Linked DNA regions of Pan troglodytes: region 2 is linked to region 1. A link is a contact called in public Hi-C data. All regions are on one chromosome and are shown on one strand. The core of a region is the stretch at or near the end of the contact, and the rest is flanking DNA. Distances in the headings are between cores, read along the strand shown. Region 1 overlaps EBF4 (EBF family member 4). Region 2 holds the start of PCED1A (PC-esterase domain containing 1A).

Region 1 (4,668 bases), core at 1,474-3,973:
TGGATGACTGCCAGGGACCACCTCCAGGTATGTGCCCCACCCACATCCCCTCATCTGTACCTCCTCTGTGTACTCCCGTCTGATTCCAACTGTCAGCTCCTGCTTCTCTTTGTCTGAGTGTTTTCTCTAGCTACTGGGACTGTTTTACCACCTGTGGGGAAGACTGGAGGTGCCAGAAAGCTAGTGCTGCCCTCCCACTCCATCCAGAAGCCCTAACCACTGACTGATGAGAATTAGTGTATAAGTACCCCAGCTGCCTCACTCCTCAGGTGCGAAATTCCTGAGGTATGCATTTTATAGCCTCGCAGAGCTCCCAGCTGGGATTAAGCTTCAGAAAAACCCACAGTAGTAGCGTGCTCCGTAGCGCTCTGTATTGGGCTTCCTTCTTTCTGCTGCCTCCCCTCCCTGCTCCCCTGACTGGTGCGTTCTGCGATTGTTGCCCAAATAAACCATCTGGACCCACCTCCTGTCCCAAGGTCTGCTGCTGGGGGAACTGAAATGAAGACAACTTCCATTCCAGGCGAATGATCCCACCCTGACCAATATTCACGTAGGAATTGGAGCTAAGGGTAGGATTTTCATCACTGGCCTGGGATATCCAGGCGCTGTAGGGATGAATGCCAATGAGCCAATCAATTCTACTTGTGTGCAAGGCTTCAGGACTGAGCTAAACTAAGACCTGGTCATTTGATAGCATTTATTGGGTAGTGGGTCTCCACTACAGATTTATGTAAGCTCAAGGCCAAGTTTCTGCCACTCGGCTTAATGTCATCCTCAGACTGAGGATTGCTGGTGCTATCGAGAATGGAACCTCTTTGACTACAGGATGTGGGAAGTCTGAAAGGTGTTCCATTTGCAAGGCCCAGAAGATGCCCCAGTTGCTTTGCAGAAGGTGCCGCAGACCCAGACACAGGCCCCGGTTTGCTGGTGGGCCGGTCTTGTACTGACTCATGGTCAGCAGTTTGACTTGCTCCTCACTGATTATAGACTACAAGAAGGCCTGGTGTGATATTGACTTGGCTAATAGTTTTCATCTCAAATAACAACTCTGATCAGTAGCTTCGTTGAAAATGATCTGTCATCACGGTGGTTTTGTGGCATAGCAGAGGCTCTTGGTGCCCTGTCCACATCATCTCGGATTACTGTCCCAGAATTTGCTGACAATATTCTACAACAAAGCCTAACTGGTGATTTTTCCTCCGTGTAGGTGGGAGGGGCAGGCCAGAAACACTAAAGGGTTAATTTCCTGGAGGCAGCCCTCAGCTCACAGATGGAAAAAAAAATGTTGTATTAGTTTGCTTGGGCTACCATAACAAAATGCCATGGACTGGGTGGCTTAAACCACAGAATTTTGCTTTCTTACAGTCCTAGAGGCCGCAAGTCACAGGCCAAGGTGCCAGTTGATTTGATTCCTGGTGAGGGCTCTCTTCCTGGTTTGCAGACGGCTGCCTTCTCTGTGTCCTTACCTGACAGAGAGAGCGCACTCTGGTGTCTCTTCCTCTTCTTATAAGACCACAACTTCTATTGGATCAAGACTCTACTCTGATGACCTCGTCCAACCTTAATCACCTCCTTAAAGGCTCCATCCTCAATACAGTCACATGGGAGGTTAATGCTTCAACATATGGATTTTAGGGAGGCACAATCCAGGCCATTGCAAACATGGTAACTGGTTAGCTATGTCTGCCGTGGATGAAGGAAAAGGACAGTTTGGACTCAAATGGTGGCTTGAGCAGCACTGTGGGATTGTTAGGGACAGACATCATGTCTCATTTATATCCACCATGGCACCTGACCCATCCTGGGAACCAGAGTGTGACCACTATCCAGTTATCACCTGTGTCCAGTGCAGATTAGAACTTTGCAGGGCCTCAGCTGGGAGGGCCCTGGGCAATGGGAGCTGCTCAGAGCCAAATAAAGCAGGGCGTGGGCAGGCAGGCTTTGGTGCTCTGAGTGGGAGGCCACGCAAGCACTGAGAATGGGACAGGATGACCAGAAGGCAGCATGACCTCTTGCCCTGTGTCCAGGAGAGATGAATCCCAGGTGCTAGCCAAGGACACCAGAGAAAGAAGTAGAGGCCTCTGAAAGACAGGACCAGCCCATGTGCCCTGGCAAGTGTGCCTGTCCAGAAGGCTGCATTTGCAGGTCATGGACGCATGGGTTGAAAGGGCCAGGGTGTCCAGAGGCCAGAGCCCAGGAGCAGGGCCAGGAAGAGAAAGAGGAAAGCCTGAGGCCTGGGGCTAGACACAGGGCTCACCGGATCATGGGTCAACAAAGTGGCTTTCAGGGTCAGACAGCCAGACCATCGTCCAGGGGACATATCTCAGGGGGACAACTGGGACTCATCCTAGAGGGGTGGGTGGTGGAGTGAATGGGCATAGGAATCCTGCCTCCTTACCCTCCTTCCACCCAAACTCTGAGGCAGGTGAGCCATAAGGTGCCTAGGCCTGGGGGTGGGGGCCGTGGGATGGGATTGGGGTGTGGCTCAGATAAACAGCCCTGGGAGCCACAAGCTGCCCCACCCAGCCCAGGCGTGGCCCTGCAGCCTCTGTGTTGGATTGGATCTGATTTCTGAGCCTCTGGACATCTGGGTCATATTTGGTTTGGTCTGTCCTGGTTCTCAGCAATGTCCTGACAACCACCACTTTGATCTTGACTGGAGAGCTGGGCAGCTGAGTCCTCAGCGGCCCTATTATGCTCCCAGGCAGAGCTCAGGCCTGCTAGCCTGCTCCCCCTCCCCCAACAGTCCCCAAGAACAGACGTGGGGCAGGGAATACTTGCTTTAGTCAAACTCTGGGGCTGCTTAAAAAGCCCGAGGCGCAAGAGGGCTCCCCGGGGGCAGGGTTTGGAGCCTCCTCTAGAGCTGCTGAACTGCTAAGAAAAGCAAACTCACACCAAGGAGGCAGGTGAGAGGCCGGGCGGGCACCACCTGCATCTGGTTTATTGTTCTGTTTTCTCCAAACTTAGCAGAGCAGAATGTGAGGCCGCCTGGGCCCGCTGCATGGGGCCAGCCAGAGTCATTGTGAGTGTGTGGGGCCAGAGTCCATGAGACATCCACCGGGGGAAGACCCCAAATACAGGAGGCCTGGCACCCCCTCTTCTGCCTCCTCCATGCCCAAAGCCCCCACAGGGAGGCATGATGCGGCAAGCATGAGAGTGCAGGTCTCAAAGGAAGTGGGGGCAGCTGCGGGGCCAAGCAGCTGTTGGAAGCTCCACGGGAGCCTGGGCAGGCCTCCCGAGGCTGCAGGGCTCCACCCTTTCGCTGCAGAGAAGTTGGGATGCTGGGCAAGTTGAGATGGGTCAGATGCAAACAGGACCTTTCCAGGTCACTTCTCCCTGAGCTGTCCTCTTTCCCACGGTCCCCATCCCACGCTCCCCTCACTCAACAACCCTGGTCTGCACAAAATCCATCTCTTTCAGAGGAACCAAGACCCAGACAGTGAGGCCCAGAATCCCAGCACCTCCCTGGGATGCTGTCCTGCCAAGAGCATCTGCACAGTGCTGGGGCTTCTGACTACCCCAAGACAGGGAGGCGAGAGAAGCCTGTGGGGCTGCTAGCGGGGAGGCTTGAGCATGGGGTGAAGGCCTCTCCCCGTTCAGCTCACGGGTTGAGGTCTGCCCATGGCCCTGGCCCTGCATCTGTCTGTGCCACCATCCAGGGTGTGGCTGTGAATCCCAGAGGGACCTCCAGTCCGGGCTCCATGGGAACAGCTGCAGACCTGGTGGGGCGAGAGAGGGAGAGAAGAAGGTCGGGGAGGAAGGCTGGCTGCCAGGGGACAGGAAGCCACTTCTCTCTATCTGGTCAGCTTGGGTTACTGGGGTGGGCTAAGTACCTCAGAAAGCTGTCTAGATGGGCCCCGGGGAGGAAGACTTGGACCCCAGCTCCCCATCCCTGTGGGGCTGCTAGCGGGGAGGCTTGAGCACGGGATGAAGGCCCTTAGAGAGCAAGCACATCTCAGGGCCAGGTGGGGCAGGGGGGGGCCAGACCCAGCCAGAGACCTACCGTAATTAGGAGTACGCCAGGCCCTGAAGCCCCCGGGCTGGAGAGTGGAACTTGTCAGAATCCTCAAAAGACTGGTCTGCAGTAGTCAAGGAAAAAGGAGCCATAAGCCATGTGCCACCTGGGAAGCCACCTGCCTGTCACTCTCTGGGCTGGAGACAGCAGGCAGGGGATATAGCACTTTCTGAAGGCAGTCAGCCATCCCTAGCCCTGGCCCACGGCAGCACTGCAGATTGGGGTGAGGGGTGCCTCTCAGATGCTCAGGGGATGCAGCCCACGCCCTTGCTCCCTACCTCCCTCGAGAGAGACGACCCCAGGCTCCTTCTCCCAGGGTGGCCTCCTTCAGAGGGCCCATCTGCTTCCTCAAGCACATGGCCATGTACCAGGGCAGAAAAGGAAAGAGGCCAGCCTCCAGGAGTACTGACTGACATACCCACAGCAGCATCCTCTCTGCCTCCCACACCTACGAAGTTCGTCACTCCACCACTCCCCACCCCTACCTGACCCCTCCCATGGTTCTCTTTGCTGGCAGGAGAAATTGGTGACCCTCTGTTCTCTCCATCCTTCACATTCTAAGCTCCAGACACACCTAAGAAAAATTATCCAAAACTTGGAAATAAGGCAAAAAAAGTGACTGTGTATCCTTTCAAAGCCACCGTAGAGCATTA
Region 2 (4,668 bases), core at 728-3,227, 63 kb before region 1:
TACATTTAAAAGTTTTAATATGTCAATGAGAATGGTATACAGTTTCATTAGCACAAACAAATGTCTTCTATTTAAGTAAGACCCCCATGCAATGTCTTTGTGATCTTTACTTGCAATCCATAACATATATCTATCGATAGATAGAGATACATCTATCTATCTATCGATAGATACATCTATCTGTCGACAGATAGATACATCTATGTCTATCTATACAGATACATCTATCTGTCGATAGATAGATACATCTATGTCTATCTATAGATAGATACATCTATGTCTATCTATAGATAGATACATCTATGTCTATCTATAGATAGATACATCTATATGTCTATCTATAGATACATCTATATGTCTATCTATATATAGATACATCTATATGTCTATCTATATATAGATACATCTATATGTCTATCTATATATAGATACATCTATATGTCTATATAGATACATCTATATGTCTATCTATAGATACATCTATATGTCTATCTATATATAGATACATCTATATGTCTATATATATATAGATACATCTATATGTCTATCTATATCTATCTATAGATAGATAGATAGATATATCTATATATAGACGGAGTCTCACTCTGTTGCCTGGACTAGAATGCAATGACGCTATCTCGGCTCACTGCAACCTCCGCCTCCCAGGTTCAAGCGATTCTCCTGCCTCAGCCTCCCAAGTAGCTGGGATTACAAGCACCTGCCATTATGCCCGGCTAATTTTTGTAGAGACAGGGTTTGACCATGTTGGTTAGGCTGGTCTCAAACTCCTGGCCTCAGGTGATTCGCCCACCTTGGCCTCCCAAAGTGCTGGGATTACAGGCATGAGCCACTGCGCCTGGCCTAAAATAATATTTTTAATTTTTCAGAGGGAGTATGCTATGTTGCCCAGGCTGGAGTGCAGTGGTTATTCACAGGTTCTATCATCGGTCCCTATACCCTCAAACTTCTGGGCTCCAGTGATCCTCCTAACTCAGCCTCTCCAGTACCTGGGACTATAGGAACATGCCACAAAGCTCGGCCCAGTAAAATATTTTTTAAAAACTTTAACGGGCAATTATTACATAGCAAGCACTGTTCTAAATATGCACTGGTGATAAAGAGAAGCAAGAAACATGCTTTTGGCCGGGCTCAGTGGTTCACGCCTGTAATCCCAGTACTTTGGGAGGCCAAGGTGGATAGATTGCTTAAGGTCAGAAGTTCAAGACCAGCCTGGCCACCATGGTGAAACCCCACCTCTAGCAAAAAATACAAAAATTAGCCGGGCGTGGTGACAGGGGCCTGCAGTCTCAGCCACTCGGGAGGTTGAGGCAGGAGAATCCCTTGAACCCGGGAGGCGGAGGTTGCAGTGAGCCGAGTGCCCCTGCACTCCAGCCTGGGCAACAGAGGAAGACTCTGTCAAAAAAAAAAAAAAAAAATGCTTTCAGCCCTGAAGGAGCCTGGTTTAGCAGAAGAAACCTATACAAATGTCGCCTAAATATACAAATAGGCCATACCTAACAGACCCTAGCACTGGGCCCAGTGAGGCCCACAGGATTCTACTGGGGGAGAATCAGGCACAGTTCCAGAAAGAACCCTTGAACTACTAAGTCCTGAAGGATGCGCAAAATTCTTCAGTGAGATAAAGAGAGAAATGGCAGTATCCACAGAAACTGCAGACTGGTTAGGGCCTTGTAATTCTGCGCAGCTGGAACGCAAGATTTGGGTAGGAGAGCGGTAGATGAGGTTGGAGAGACAAACGGGCTGCCTTACAGATAGACGTTCCACGAGAAGTTCGTAGTTTTTCCTATTAGGGAAGCTATGGGAAAATCCTAATCTGGGTAACGATGTAACGGGTTTACACTTTAGAAAAATCCGTGGTTTAGGACTCTACAACTCCCATGGGCGGGCTGCCCTAACCCAGGGGTTCCCACTTCCGCTGTTCCGGGATTCACGGACGACTCGCCCCCTTTTCCCAGCCTTGGTCAGCACTGTTACCCCGCCCGCCGTGCGATCCCGCCCCCCTCGGAGCGCCCCTGTGGTCTGACTTCAGCAGCACTTTCCGGCAGGAGACTGGGCACTCGCTGTCACCCGCGAGCTGCCTCCCTCAGCGAGATCTGAGCATCTTTCCGGAGGCTAACAGACCTGGGCTTCGGGGTGACCACTGTGCTTGCCTCAGTTTCCTTTTCTGGAGCAGGGGAAGGCCCGGCTCCCTGCCCAAAGGCGGCAGTGCGCTAAGTGGCAGACGCTCGGGGAAAGCCGGCGCGGGGCGGACCCCAGCGCCAGTAGTGACGGGGGCGAACGCCGCCGGGAGACTCCAGCCGGCGGGCGAGCAGGGTAAGCCAGGCCGTGGGCGGGAGAGCGGGGCAGCTCACCGGTAAAAGGCAGAGTCCCCGAGTGGGTTCCAGTTCGCCGTGTAGCAATCCATGGCTGGTGCAGACGGGAGCTGGGAAGCACCGAGGGGACACCCACCTAGAGCGGGCTCCAGGCCGGCACTTCCGCTTCCGCCCGTCCGGGTCACGTGGCGAGGCCGCCGCCGCGGCCATCACCACTGTGGGCAGCCTCACTTGGCTGCCGCCCCGAGGCCCCAGCCCGTACCTGGGCTTCGCGCCCGCCAAGTGGGCCCAGCCCTGGCTCCTGCGCCCTGTGGCGGCCACCTCGATCGCCTTGCTTTCCCTTCGGGCACTGGGGGTCGCTCAGGGCGGGACATGGGTGAACGGAAGTGGAAGCTGTGAGCGTCGCAGCCCGAGGCGCCGAGGCCTGAGGCGCCGTCGGGGCCACCGCGACGCTCGCATGGAGAGCGCTGGGCGCTGGGCTGTGCACCGACGGCTAACCTGGACCCACGGTCTCTGCGGGGCGGGAGCTTTGCAGAACCGACTGGCCGACTGGGGCGCGGGAACATGAGGCTTGGCTAGGAGCCCGCTGCGGGCCAGGCGCGCGGTGCGCAGGCATACCCGGGTCGCGGGTGAATACCGCGGAGCCCCGGGACTTGGTAATTGGCGCGAGCGGGTGCGCGCATGCGCGGGACGGCGGCGGGCACGTGGCGAGGCGCAGGGCGGCGCCGCGCGGGAAGCTCCCCAGTGCCCTGGAGGCCTGCTGGCTGGACGACCCCCTGCCTCTGGTACCAAGTGTGACCAAGGCTGGCGCCGCCATGGCTCTGCTGCCGTCACCTCCTCCCTTTAGCATTGAGCAGCCCCGGAGGGGCTAGCCCTGAGGCTGACCTGCCCAGAGTCCCCACCATCGCGCTGCTTAGTGGCCTCTCCCTGCAGCCTGTCGTTGCTGGTGGCGGCATGGTCTTCTGTCTGTCGAGCGAGGAGCCGCGCCGCCCGCTGCGAAGCGACATGGTCCACTTCCAGGCCTCGGAAGTCCAGCAGCTGCTACACAACAAGTTCGTGGTCATCTTGGGGGACTCCAGTGAGTGCCTCTTCTAGGGTGACGCTTCCAGTCCCACACCTTGCAGCCCGTTCAGTGTGTCTGGACCATTTGTTTCCATCTCACATCTCTTGTCTGTCTTCTGGTCTGTTCTCGTCCAGTAGGTTTTCTCTTTTTCTGTCCCACACATCTTCCACAGGAGTCCTGACAGGTGTAATAACCTGTGCACTTTTTAGCCCATCCTTGCTCAGCATTTCTCGCCCTGACAGCTCCCCATAATTTCCATCACGAAAGCGTTGCATTGTGTAGTGTGTCTCCTGGGTGACTTGGCCGACTTAATTTCTGCCAGGTGATCTTGGGTCACTGTATACTGCTGGCCAGGAGGCACACAGAACAGAGGCAATGCCAGGACTTTTTAACCTCATCTTTTCTCCTGCGTCTAAGTCAACCACAGAGCTGGTGTCGGGCACCTCAGCCCTGGGAAAATGGGGTCCTGGACTTGGAAGGAGCTGGGGCAGGCTGAGGTCTGCCTCAGCCTTGGGATCTCTGTCTCCTCCCAGTTCAGAGGGCTGTGTACAAGGACCTGGTGCTCTTGCTCCAGAAAGACTCACTGCTCACAGCTGCCCAGCTGAAAGCCAAGGTGAGGGAAGCTTGGTGGCCATGTCAGTGGTGGGTGGGCACAGACCCTGGCCTGGCAGGGTTCTCCTCCCTGGCATGGGTCTGACCAGTAGGGTGGGGGGGGTGGGTAGGGGGAGCTGAGCTTTGAACAGGACCAGCTGGTGGCTGGGGGCCAGCTGGGCGAGCTGCACAACGGGACACAGTATCGTGAGGTCCGCCAGTTCTGCTCGGGCTCTGGCCACCACCTTGTGCGCTTCTACTTCCTCACTCGTGTTTACTCCGAGTACCTTGAGGATGTTCTGGAAGAGCTGACATATGGACCTGCCCCGGACCTGGTGATCATCAACTCCTGCCTCTGGGATCTCTCCAGGTTGGGGCGAGGGAAAGGGAAATACTGGTTGGGGCTGGAAGTATGGCTGAGGCAGTCCACCCTTGTGCTCTTGCCCACCCTGTGTGTTATCCAACAGATATGGTCGCTGCTCAATGGAGAGCTACCGGGAGAACCTGGAGCGGGTGTTTGTGCGCATGGACCAAGTATTGCCAGACTCCTGCCTGCTGGTGTGGAACATGGCGATGCCCCTCGGGGAACGTATCACTGGGGGTTTCCTCCTGCCAGAGGCAAGTGACTGAGGCCCATCAGGACAAGAGATGGGATAGCAGACTGGTAGATAGGACACCCTG

The links. Hi-C and Micro-C count contacts between places; a contact is called where the count stands out from the background.
Region 2: a Hi-C map of induced pluripotent stem cells shows a contact between it and region 1, with 2.3 times the contacts expected there. The contact joins the promoter of PCED1A here to the enhancer-like site in region 1. A contact is called at or near these places in 4 of 7 Hi-C or Micro-C datasets (blood, induced pluripotent stem cells and stem cell-derived neural progenitor cells), 1 of 1 datasets of contacts at active chromatin or transcription factors (stem cell-derived excitatory neurons) and 1 of 1 other capture datasets (stem cell-derived neural stem cells).

What each region holds. Positions count from the first base shown.
Region 1 is chr21:9,390,951-9,395,618 of NHGRI_mPanTro3-v2.0_pri, reverse strand. It overlaps EBF4 (EBF family member 4), which reads right to left. Exons shown (of 17, transcript XM_054674381.2): 16 at 4,004-4,079; 17 at 2,890-3,719. The coding sequence ends at 4,009. Among named protein-coding and RNA genes, the nearest start is that of CPXM1, 25 kb to the left of the region's middle. Within about 2 kb of position 2,723, at least 1 of the 24 cell types and tissues checked has an H3K27ac peak or open chromatin away from gene starts, as enhancers often do. A contact at or near this core is called in induced pluripotent stem cells, where this site is marked.
Region 2 is chr21:9,453,436-9,458,103 of NHGRI_mPanTro3-v2.0_pri, reverse strand. It overlaps PCED1A (PC-esterase domain containing 1A), which reads left to right and starts at 1,977. Exons shown (of 8, transcript XM_009436715.4): 1 at 1,977-2,334; 2 at 3,267-3,411; 3 at 3,930-4,009; 4 at 4,119-4,357; 5 at 4,455-4,605. The coding sequence starts at 3,288. It overlaps VPS16 (VPS16 core subunit of CORVET and HOPS complexes), which reads right to left and starts at 2,522. Exons shown (of 24, transcript XM_009436712.4): 1 at 2,373-2,522. The coding sequence starts at 2,425.